Linked DNA regions of Gossypium hirsutum: region 1 is linked to region 2. Evidence: chromatin contacts called from public Hi-C data. All regions are on one chromosome and are shown on one strand. Each heading gives the region's core, a stretch centred on a gene start, on an enhancer-like site or on the middle of the called end of the contact. The rest is flanking DNA. Distances are from core to core; before and after follow the strand shown. Region 1 holds the start of LOC107921162 (calcium-dependent protein kinase 26). Region 2 holds the start of LOC107914412 (RNA-binding protein CP33, chloroplastic).

Region 1 (5,631 bases), core at 1,100-3,599, 880 kb before region 2:
AAATTATAGGACCTTCATTAGAAAACAACACCATTGCTTATTGCGCTGACAGGTTCTCAACATTCCGGAGAATTCTCCAATTTGTTTTTCCCTATAAATGGACCGGCTTTTAACCTATGTTATCTGGACTCTATTTTTTCTTAAATTTCAAATCTGACATGTTCAAACATTGGTTTTGGAGAATGATCCTCTAAATATACTAAAAACCTAAGAAAAAAATAATATATCCATGTCGGACGCATGCCCATATCTTATACCCTGGGTTTAAGTAATTAAAAACTGACGTCCAGTTAGCATCAAAGTATACTGCATATATAATTGTGAACATCATATTCAAATTTTACCTATAAAGTTTCAGTTGCTTATAATTTGCTTCTAGCAGAAAATGAATAATCACTTGAAGTGATACATCAATTTAAATATGATTTCTTAGTGTAAATGTAAAGATAAAACATTTTGTTATCCATGTAAGTTGAAGTTCTTTTTAAGATATTATAATTTCTAATTGAGAAATGCCCTTTTCCTTCGCAATAAAAAAGTGAAATTATAACTTGCAGACAACTCCATTGATATCGAAATTCTTTTCTGCAGTTAAATTGTCATAACTCGGTAAAGAATAGAAGACCATAAACCAAAATCAAAGCACCAAAAGACAAGGATTTTGAACATACCAGGCTTGAAGAATATCGATAATCCGAAATCAATGGCTTGAAGGGGTGAATCCTCTTGTTCATTAACGAAAAGGAAATTTTCAGGCTTAAGATCCCTATGCATTACTCCCATGGAGTGGCAGGCTTCCACAACACCAACTATCGTTCTTGCTAGTTCAGCCGCCTTTCTTTCAGAATAATGCCCTCTCTGTACAATTCTATCAAAGAGTTCTCCCCCGGCACACAGCTCCATGACAACATGAACCGCCACGGAATCCTCATAAGCCTCTTTGATGGTGACAACATTAGGGTGGCCAGCCAAGTGATGCATTATCTGAATTTCCCTCTTGACATCATCAACATCTTCTGGAGTAACAAGTTTCCTTTTCGCAATAGATTTACAAGCATACTCCTTTCCGGTACCTTTCTCCACACAAAGAAAAGTTGTCCCAAACTGGCCTTGCCCTAACTTCTTCCCCAAGTTATAATATTCCTTCAAATTACCTGTCTTGGTTTGCAACACAGCATCCACCTTCAGCCCTGCACATGATTGCCTCTTCACATTATGAGGCTTCCCAGGTTTTGCAGCATCAGCCTTAGCCTCTTCCTTCCCCGCCACCGCTGCGGTCGCTGCTGCAACTGCAACCTGTGATGGTTTGGATTCAAGTCTTTGAGGGGGAGCCTTAGATTGTTGCCTTTGGGTAACCTTTGATTGTTGTCTTTGGAGGGTTGATTGTTGTCTTTGCATAGGCGTAGACATTGACATTGATTGTTGCCTCGTCATAGACGATTGTTGTCTTTGGGTAACCTTTGATTTTTGCCTTTGGCTTAGGGTCTCTTCTCCTTGTCCTTTCTCTTCCTTCACAATCTTCATCTCTTCAGGGGGTCCTTCTGAACCTCGGCACCGTCAGCAGCTGCGGCGCCAGCTTCGGCTTCTTTAGTTTCGGACTTCTCACCTTCATTGTCGGTTTTCTTTTGACCCTCTTCGGCTGGTTTAGGACCGCAACAACTCGCGCATACAGAGCAGATCCCTGATGTAGCACAAACATTTCCCATCTGGAAAAACCGAAACGACTCTCAATTTCCACACACCCTAAATTCCTTCTTCCAACATCCAAGAAATCTATAACCACCCAAATGTCATAACATTATAAAACTCCCATTTTCTTTTCTCCTTAATCCTTATACTATTCTGTTGTTTTGGCTTCTGAAAAATACCATCAAAATGGAGCTTTCGCCAATCCAAACCACCCTCAGCACCTTTAAATTTGGGAAAAACCCAATGCAACCAATGATTCAATGGTAAACAATGTCATCAAAAAAACAGAAAAAGAAAATGGAATTTTATTTGACCCTTTAATCTCAAATCCTTCCTCAATATGCAGTTATCAATGATCGTTAAAAAAGAAGACAAGGAAGAAGAAACCTTCAAGAATCCAATGTAAATAAAAAATCACAATGGCCAAACACAATGATTTGAATTTAAAAAAAAAAGCCAAGGGAAATGGAGAAAAGAAAAGGGATTATATAATGAGATTTGAGGTTTCTTAATTAGGGTTTTTATTAATTTATGTAATCAAAGAAGAAACAAAGAGAGCTAACGTTTCTGGCTTTCTTTTTCTTTTTTCTTTTCTTCTCTCCCCTTTCAAGAGGGAAAAAAAGAAAGAAAAAGAGAAAACAGAAAAATGAAGAAAGGAAGAGGACAGGTTTTTCCGTTACAAATGCAACATCTTTTACGCGTTTAATTGGGTTCTTATAGGCTGTGGCTCAGATATAGTGAAAGATATCTAGGCGTTATTTTATCAGAGCATGATTGTTGCCCAACATTGTGATCGACGGTGGAGATTCTTTTTTTGGAGCTTGTTCACGGCCCGCACAATTGAGTTCCCGGGTTGCTGAGGCTCTAATTCACCAACCCCCCACCTGAGCCCTTCTGTTTTTGTTGTTTCCTTTTTCTTTTTTTCTTTTTTTTATTAAAATATATGTCCTATAATATTAGAGATTATTATAACGTACGTGAATGACGACAACAAAATTTTAAAATAGTAAAAAGAGATTTCATCATCACTTGTCGGAAAACCAGAATGAGATTTTGTCTTTTATAGCTTCATATCTCTATTTTGATTCACCTCTCTCTATATATATATTAGGAATATGATACTACGTTGGGGAATTAATTTTTTAATAATTTAATATAAAAATATTGGATTTTTAATTAATTATTTTTAAGTGATAATGAAAAATAGTTTTTTAAGTTAATAGCTATTTTCTTAAATTTATAAGAGATTATCTAAATAAATTAAAGTCAACTCTAATGTACATAACATATAAACTCTAATAAAGAAAAACTTGAAGAGGTTTTGTGATATGACTACTACCTTGACAACAAGGGCGAAGTCAGAGCAAATTTTTAGAGGGTTGAATGAAATTTTAATTTTTAATAGTTTATATCTTTATAATTTTTAAAGGATTAAATTAAATTTTTATAATTTTAAGGGGGGCCAAAGTACAATTTTACCTTTACTAATTTAAAATTATAAAAAAATTTCAAGGGCCTAAATATAAAATTTTCATTTTAAGGAGGGCCAGGGTCCCTGCCAGCCCCTCCTGTATCCGCCTCTGCTTGACAAGGTTAATGTCGATAAGAATTACTATTGCCAGCCAATGTCTAGCTTGGGATGGGCCAGTTTTGGCATAGGCTCATCAACGGACGCGGCACGTGTTTGCGCTTGAATTGCTGATTTTAAATTTGGTGATTACTCGATATCGATGTCTTTGGGTAAATTGGATACACATCATCGGTTTAAAAGAATAGTAATTCCTTGGCCCTAAACTAAACCATGTATTTGGGATCCATGTCAAACTGATGGTCTTGGATTGGTTAATAAATTCTCGACGCTAGTGTTCAAACCACTCTCAACATTCATGGTTTAATCACAATAATCTTACAGGTTATGCAAGGCTAATGTACCGTCTAATATTGTTGCTAATTTAACCCTCAGCTACCTTAGAAGATTAAACATGCACTGATTAAGTATTGTGTCAATTAATTACAATTTCAATAGGATTAAATAATTAATTCATTAGTTACCTTACAATTATAATGCAAGAATAACTTAATCATGATTTTACTTAATCAAACAACTTACCAAGGCCTATAAGAACACAAACACAATTTTAACAACTTAAGTGGATGAAATACAATCAACCTAACATGAATTAAATTTAAGCCATATTAACTAAATTAAACATATCAACATAACAAGTATGTATAGATGTGTTCATAACAACAACAATAAAAATTAAAGGATAGAGAACTAGAATCAAATCTGTTGTTTCTCCGAGGTGTGACTAGTTTGATCCACTCCTCCTTCTCTGCTTGTTCTTGTTGATTTGAGGCTTCTACGAGCACTTGAATGCTGTTTCCAACGGTGGTTGAAAGGCTCTTTTCCAAGAGGAGAAATCGACAAGGGAATGAAAGGGAAAAAGAAGAACAAATGAAGGGGTTTTGAAGAAAGAAAGTGAGAGAGAAGTGAAGAATGAAAGGATGAGAGGTGTGTTTGAAATGAGCAGCCAAGGGGGTATTTATAGGTTGATAAGACTGTTAAAAATAGAAAAAATCATCAGCCATAGACTCCCCCATGGTTGGCCACACATGTGGCAAGTTTGAAGCTTTCGAATTTGCTAAATTTAGCTAGGGGCAAATCTACAAAGGCTTGAATAGTGGAGGGGTTTGAATGCAATTTCAAAGAAGCTTCAAGGGCTACTTTGCAAGCCAAATAATCAACTAAATAAGCTAATTGGGTCAGCATGTTGGATGGGTTTGGGCAGCCTGGTTGCTCAATTAGATCAGTCTCTCAGTTTGGCACAATTGGACATCTTTTCATAATTAATTAATAATAATTATTTAACCCAAAATAAATAGGATTATAACTAAAATTAATTATGAATTAATATTCATAATGTAACAGTCCGTTTTCAGTAAAATCAGAATAGTGGTTTTGAGACCACAAATTCGAGTCCGAAAAGAATTTTTTTAAAATATTATTTTATGGTCTATTGTACGATAATAATATCATATGAAAATTTTGTAAAGAAATTTTACTGATTACATGTTTAATTTGATAAAGGACCAAATTGAACAAAGTGCAAAAGTTGAGTTCTAATAGCTAAAGGGATTAAATAGCTATAGAACTTTAAATTGGAGTCTTTATATGGTAAATAGACCATTAAAAATGCTTAGTGATTAAGGATGATGATTCATCCATGGAAAATAAAATAAAGAAAAAGACTAAATTGGAAAGTAAATTAATAAAAGATGATAAATGATAAAATAATGAAAATATAATCATTTATATCATCTTTCCCAAATTAAAAGTATGGAAACCCTAGCCATGTAAGCCTAAGCTCAAGCCAAGTTATTTTGCTTGATTAGGTAAGTACTCTTGCCCCGCTTTTAATGATTTTTATATTTCCAAGATCGTAATAACTTAATCTAGCTATCTCAGGGATTGATTTGCAAATTTATCAAGGTACCAGGGCTTTTTCGTGGAAGAACATAGATGAATTATGAAGTTTTATGGTAGAAAATAAAACGTTGTTGATAGATAAACAACTTTTGTAAATTGAATTTTTATGAAATTAAAGATTTAGGGACTAAATTGAAAATATGTGAAATCCATGAAAAAAATTCTAAATTTTGTGAAATAAATGGGCTGTAAATGTTATATATAAAATTCAGCTAGGCTTGAAATAAGGATTAAATTGCATGAATTTCATTTTTCGAGCCTAGGGATGAAATCTTCATTAATTAAAAGTAAATGGGCAAAATGATAATTTTTTCTAAGATGTGAATTGGACTGAATTGAGTATAAATTGTATTAAATTGATGTTAAATTTATTCGAATAGATTCGGATATACCAAATTCAGAGTTAGAATGAGGAAAAGAGAAAGTGTCGGGTTATTAGATTTTACGTACAC
Region 2 (5,860 bases), core at 3,016-5,515:
TTGTGTCTACAATCCACTCGACATTATTCTCGACCAGGTTTACTTCAAAAACTACAACATCTATCACCTTATTTGGATTTTCAACTAGATTTTCTTGTGGTTTGTTTTTTTTTTGGTGGTCAGAGCGTTGATATGCTTTGTATCTAGCTTTGCCACACACATATCATTTCACAAGATTGTTGTGTTTTTTTATTCTTTCCTGGTTTCCTGAAGTTGACAACCTTTTTGTTCTGGTGTTTTACTATCTTCTTTGAACTCCCAACATTTTTAGTCCTGTTCAATTTGGGACCAAAATTAGAAACAAATTCCACGTGTTAGCTTTTAAAGGAAATTGACTTGAGGTTATTAAGGCCTTATCTTTGAGACGATTGGCTTCCTCAATCTTTATATGGCTAATCAGTTCTTCTAGAGGAATGCCCCACTTCTTATGCTTCAGAAGATTATGGTAGTCGGACTAGATTTTGACAGTTTTTCAATCAGGACGTCTGCTTGGATAATTTCACATATCTTCATCCCTTCAGCTAGGAGGTCGGAGACTAACTTCTCATAGACGTGTACTTGATCCATAATTGGCTTATCATCAGTCATTTGAAATTTGAGTCACTCTCCAATGACATATTTCTTGATCCCAGCATCATTGGCTCCATATTTCTTTTCTAATGTATCCCAAATGGACTTAGTTGTCTTGTTTTTGAAAAATAGGTCAAAGAGGTTGATAGCCATGTGGCTTAACATGTGATATCTGACCATTTTGTTGTCCTTTTCAAACTTGAACTTTGTGGCATCAACATTCGAGTCTCTGAGAACAGTGACAGAATCTCTGGGTTTTTTGGTGACAAGTGGATTGAAGAGGATGTAGTCAATTTCAAGTTGTTTGAAGAATATGACCATCCTTTAGGACCAATGGCAGTAGTTAGTTCCATCAAGATGTTCGAGCTTAGAGAGATTAGGAATATATTTGTTGATTCGGGAATACATGTTTAACAGTAGTAGTAATTTATTTCTAATTTGTTGGAAAATATACTATTACAAAATAAACTTGTTAGCATTGATTGGAAAATAAATGAAGATTAAATGAATAAAGTATTGCTGTGTCATGGAAGAACCACTGCCTTAGAAATGAATTCACCCTTATTGGTGTAATCATATATTAGACATTGTCCCTGAAGGTTAAAAAAGTTCTTCAATATTCGTACACTCAAATAAGGAAGGTAAAAATCAATTGATATTATACTTCTGAAATAATCTGAAAATAGAATTAATCGGAAAAATCACACTAGGATCAATTCCCAGGAAAGTTTTGGAGGAGTCACAGACAGTCCCGCTTAAAACCTAAACTCCTAAATAGAATTTCCTCTAATGAAATTTAAGAAAAATTCTAAAGTTTTAGAAAGAATGAGAGAGTCAAGAGAGAGTAAAAAAAGCTTTATTTTTTCAATTATGTATCAGAAGGAAAAATGCCTCCTATTATAGGATTTTGGAAGGGGCAAAATGATAATATTTTCAGGTAATGGTCAGAAAAATCTTTAACATTTTTGTAACTGTAAAAAACAGTTTGTAATTGTTGGAAATAATGGTTTGTAACTGCTAAAATAAATTTGCATTACTAACAATTTTAAGCTTAATAATATTAGCAATTAATTTTCTTTAAATCAATCCTAAAATTTGAATTAAATGATAAAAAAATAGACAAAATTATCTTTAGATATCAAAATATATAATTTTTGTCAAATATAGATATCACCGTAAAAAAAATCAACTTTAAGTACAAAATAATACACTGAAAGGATGTAGAATTATAATTATAATTATTTATAGATGAGATTTGATTGTATGACTGAATTTACAAACCCTATTTAATATATATACAAGTTTCAGTAAAAGGTTGAATCCAATGCCTTTACTTTTAAGCACATGAATCTCCCTTATTCGAAAGCTTTTCATATAATTTCATTTGTTAAATAATCTTGATGAATCATGTAATGTTGAACTGAAACCAAAGTTTAAGGGTGCATGCAATGGTAGAGAAGAGCAAAAACTGCTGAAGATTACTAACAAGCTAGTTGGTTTTCTCTTTCAGGTGATTGCAATGATTCAGGGGATGAACCAATGCTTAAGGCAATCATCTCTAGGCAGCAATCACTTCAGTCGGAACATGGACTTGGTCAGCCCATGGTAATCTTCCATAAACCGGCTCATCTCACCTTCTTACCTTTGTTAATAATAATAACCTTTTTGGACTCAAAAACTGTAGGTTTGTGCAAAATATCCTTACTTAATGGATCAAGGCTATGGAGTTTTCCCTACTTTTGGACCTCAATTTTCGGTTTGTCTCTTCTATTTTCTCTACCTAACAACTTCTCTTGAATTAATTATACTGCTGGAGTTTTATCGTCATATATGGCACTGGATCTGCTTATTTCTTTCTGATCTATCAAATGATTATGAGCCACATATGTGGCAATGGATGCTCTACGGTTGAGAGATAGCTCCAAATCATCTATAACTGGATCTGTTTAATTCTTGCTAACCCTCATGACCATGGTCGAAATGTTCTTTATCTATATAATGCTCATGTAACCCAAATGTATGAAATTAGGGTCGTGTTATGCTGCCGTTGAACTTGGCTACTGAGGACGGACCCATATACGTAAATGCCAGGCAGTACAATGGAATCATTAGGCGTCGGCGATACCGTGCAAAGGCTGCACTTGAGACTAAAGTGACTAAAGCTCGGAAGGTATATGATCTTCTTTCTTTTGGTTTCTGAATCCTTTAGTTGGGAAAGTTTTGGCCCAAGCTTTTGTGGAGACAAGTTGGATATGGTATATTTAAACAGTACTAGATGGTTCTTGACTTGAAAACTGCATGAAATATTTAGATTATGCTTTTGTCCTACAGCCATATTTGCACTACTCGCGCCATCTGCACGCAGTGCGTCATCCAAGGGGAAATGGAGGCCTTTTCTTGAACACAAAAAGTTCAAACACCGGCAAAGATGGAATGCAGATGATGAAAGCTAATGAAGGGCAACTTTCTCGGCTTACAGGCTCACAAATTTCTCAAGTCCTACAGTCTGACAGTGGAACCATCAACTCGTACAAGGAACCAAATGGAGGAGGCTCAACATTTTCAGGGTCAGAGAGGTGAGCAGCAGCATGTATTCCAGGGGGGATCTCAGCAAGTGGGTTGCAATAGCAGATAAGTATTGTTGCAACCTGAAAATTTGATTCTCGGGGGATTAGTGGGGATTCGGTTTCCCACTTTCCCTGCAGCAACCAAAGGGATCAGGTTTCGGTTGCTAGGCAAATCATTCTTGGCTCGTCTCACTTAAAGCTCTTCTTTACCACTCTCAACGCCATTGCTCTCTTAGGTATGGTGGAAGATGCTCAATTAAACCTAGTATAAGATATATAATGGATCAGTCAGACTATATAAATGGAGTGTTTCCACTGATCCAACAAGAAAGAAAACTTCAAAGTTTGTTTAATTATTATTATTATTTTTTTTTTGTAATCCTAAATGTTTAGAATTGTGGAGTTCCTAACTCGGAATTATGTAGGTATATGTGAAATAATCTTTATGGTTGTGGTATTAGATGTGTTTTATATTATATTCTTGATCTACTTCGTTGGATTACTTTGAGAAGTGCTAAATTTGTCCATACCATTTTGCTTCCTCATGTATAATTCCGCGTATGATCTTGGGATTATTGTTGGTAGTTAAAATGAAAATGAAACCATTTAATATGGTATTTGTGTTATTTTTTTGGTCCAATTTGGTATTTGATCAAAGTTATATATTTTGGTACTTAAAGGTAACAAGGTTAATTATTTAGTGTTTAATTCAAGTTTTAGGGTTAATTTAATGGAAGTTAATTGGTAATATTATTAAGTTTGAATTTTTCATAATTTTTTTAATAAAATAAATTTAATACTAATTGTGAATTTATTTAATCTTGTGTTTAGTTTATCATATATAATATGATTGATATGATTTAATTCGAGTTTTAAGGTTGACTATAAATTTTTATCAACTCAACTCTAAAACCTGAATTCAATACTAAAAGTTAACACTGTTACCTTTATGAACCAAAATATTTAATTTTTATCAAATACAATACTAAATTATTTATTAAACCAAAGGAAAATTGCAAAGGAAAATCCGTAAAGAAATATAATGGGTTCATGTTTTACTAGTTTCAGGTGGCCCAACTAGAATCCAACCCAAAGTTGATAATCCAGATTCTGGACCAACACCAACTAAGGACACTTCAATGGAAAGACAGAAAAAATCCTGCCGAACCTTATCCATCTTCCAGCCATTTCCCATTTTAATTCCTTTTAGAATATCCCATTTCTTTTCATTGTTTCCATTGGTCATCCATTTCTTCTCTTTGGAGAAATATGTCAGCTCCTACACTCCCCATGGCAGCCGGTGTTGCAGCTGTCTCTTCTTCACTTTACAATAACACCAAACCCTCCTCTCTTTTTTCTTCATCGATTCACTTCCTTCCTTCAAGACTTAGCTCTAAGCAGTTAAAACCTTCCAACCTCAAAACCCAAAGCCTCAATTCCCTTCCTTTGTCTCTTAACTTATCTCTCCCACGTCTGCCCTGCTTTTCAGCAGCTTTTGACAGCTTCCAAGTTACTGAAGATGACCAAAGCAGTGGAGAAGAATACCCAGAAACAGAATCTCAAGACCTTGAAGAACAACCACAACAAGAGGAAGCTGAAGAAGATAAGGTTTCAGAGTCTGGCGGTGAAGAAGGAAAGTTGTATGTTGGGAATTTGCCTTATTCAATGACTTCTTCTGAGTTAACTGAGATTTTTAGTGAGGCTGGTAGTGTTGCTAAAGTGGAGGTTTGTGGATTTTTTTTCTTATTGTTTAACCATTCGATTTTGGGTTATCCTACTTTATTTTCCTTGTTCTTTTTTTTTCTTTGGCTAATGGTTTTTTCTCGTTTAATTTTGTTTAATAGATTGTTTATGATCGAGTTACGGATAGGAGCAGGGGATTTGGCTTTGTAACAATGGGGAGCGTTGATGAGGCCAAAGAAGCAATTAGACTGTTTGATGGATCTGTAAGTTCAATAATAGAGTTTTATTTTGACTTTCTACATTAACCATCGCTTGAACCTTCAATTCCCAATGAAATATTATAAATGTATAGACGAAAAGACCATAAAGTAGCTTCTTCTTTTTTTTATCACTAATTTGTTTGCATTGCCTGATTAAACATTTGATGTTGACTGTTGGAACTACTTCCGTTTGAATTCCGGTTTTAATCATTATCTCAACTTAGTCTTAGATCAACTATGTTTATCTGTTATGACATCAGAGCAAATATTGCTCTAAAGAGCTAATATTTGGATCCTGCATGATTCATCTTCTTCTAATGATCAACACTCCTAGAACCACACAAAAGCCCTCTACTCTTCCATCCTCTTAATGTCAGATTCAATTAGATTATATGATTATTAGGTTTACAATTGAAGGGTATTTATTTGATTTTTGGAGCACCATTTCTGTGGGATATTCCATTTTGACTTACTAGTAAATTGTTTGTTCCTAAATGCTAACAGCAAGTCGGAGGTCGGACAGTGAAGGTGAACTTCCCGGAGGTCCCAAAAGGAGGTGAGAGGGAAGTAATGGGACCAAGGATTCGGAGAAGTTACACAAGCTTTATCGACAGCCCTTACAAGATCTATGCAGGAAACCTAGGTTGGCGTGTCACTTCAGAAGGTCTCAGAGACGCATTTGCTAGCCAGCCAGGCTTGTTGAGTGCTAAAGTCATCTATGAAAAGGACACGGGAAGGTCTCGTGGTTTTGGATTCATTTCCTTCGAGTCAGCAGAGACC

What was found. A called contact is a pair of places that touch in the nucleus more often than the background predicts.
Region 1: a Hi-C map of leaf shows a contact between it and region 2, with 2.6 times the contacts expected there. The contact joins the promoter of LOC107921162 here to the promoter of LOC107914412 in region 2. A contact is called at or near these places in 4 of 34 Hi-C or Micro-C datasets (callus, hypocotyl and leaf).

What each region holds. Positions count from the first base shown.
Region 1 is chrA04:19,266,736-19,272,366 of Gossypium_hirsutum_v2.1, reverse strand. It overlaps LOC107921162 (calcium-dependent protein kinase 26), which reads right to left and starts at 2,349. Exons shown (of 7, transcript XM_016851034.2): 1 at 672-2,349. The coding sequence starts at 1,524.
Region 2 is chrA04:18,389,598-18,395,457 of Gossypium_hirsutum_v2.1, reverse strand. LOC107914412 (RNA-binding protein CP33, chloroplastic) reads left to right here and starts at 4,265. Exons shown (of 4, transcript XM_016843325.2): 1 at 4,265-4,862; 2 at 4,982-5,083; 3 at 5,585-5,860. The coding sequence starts at 4,407. It overlaps LOC107917372 (nuclear transcription factor Y subunit A-10), which reads left to right and starts at 1,492. Exons shown (of 6, transcript XM_016846730.1): 1 at 1,492-1,507; 2 at 2,081-2,175; 3 at 2,255-2,326; 4 at 2,600-2,740; 5 at 2,902-3,146; 6 at 3,276-3,408. The coding sequence starts at 1,492. The coding sequence ends at 3,408.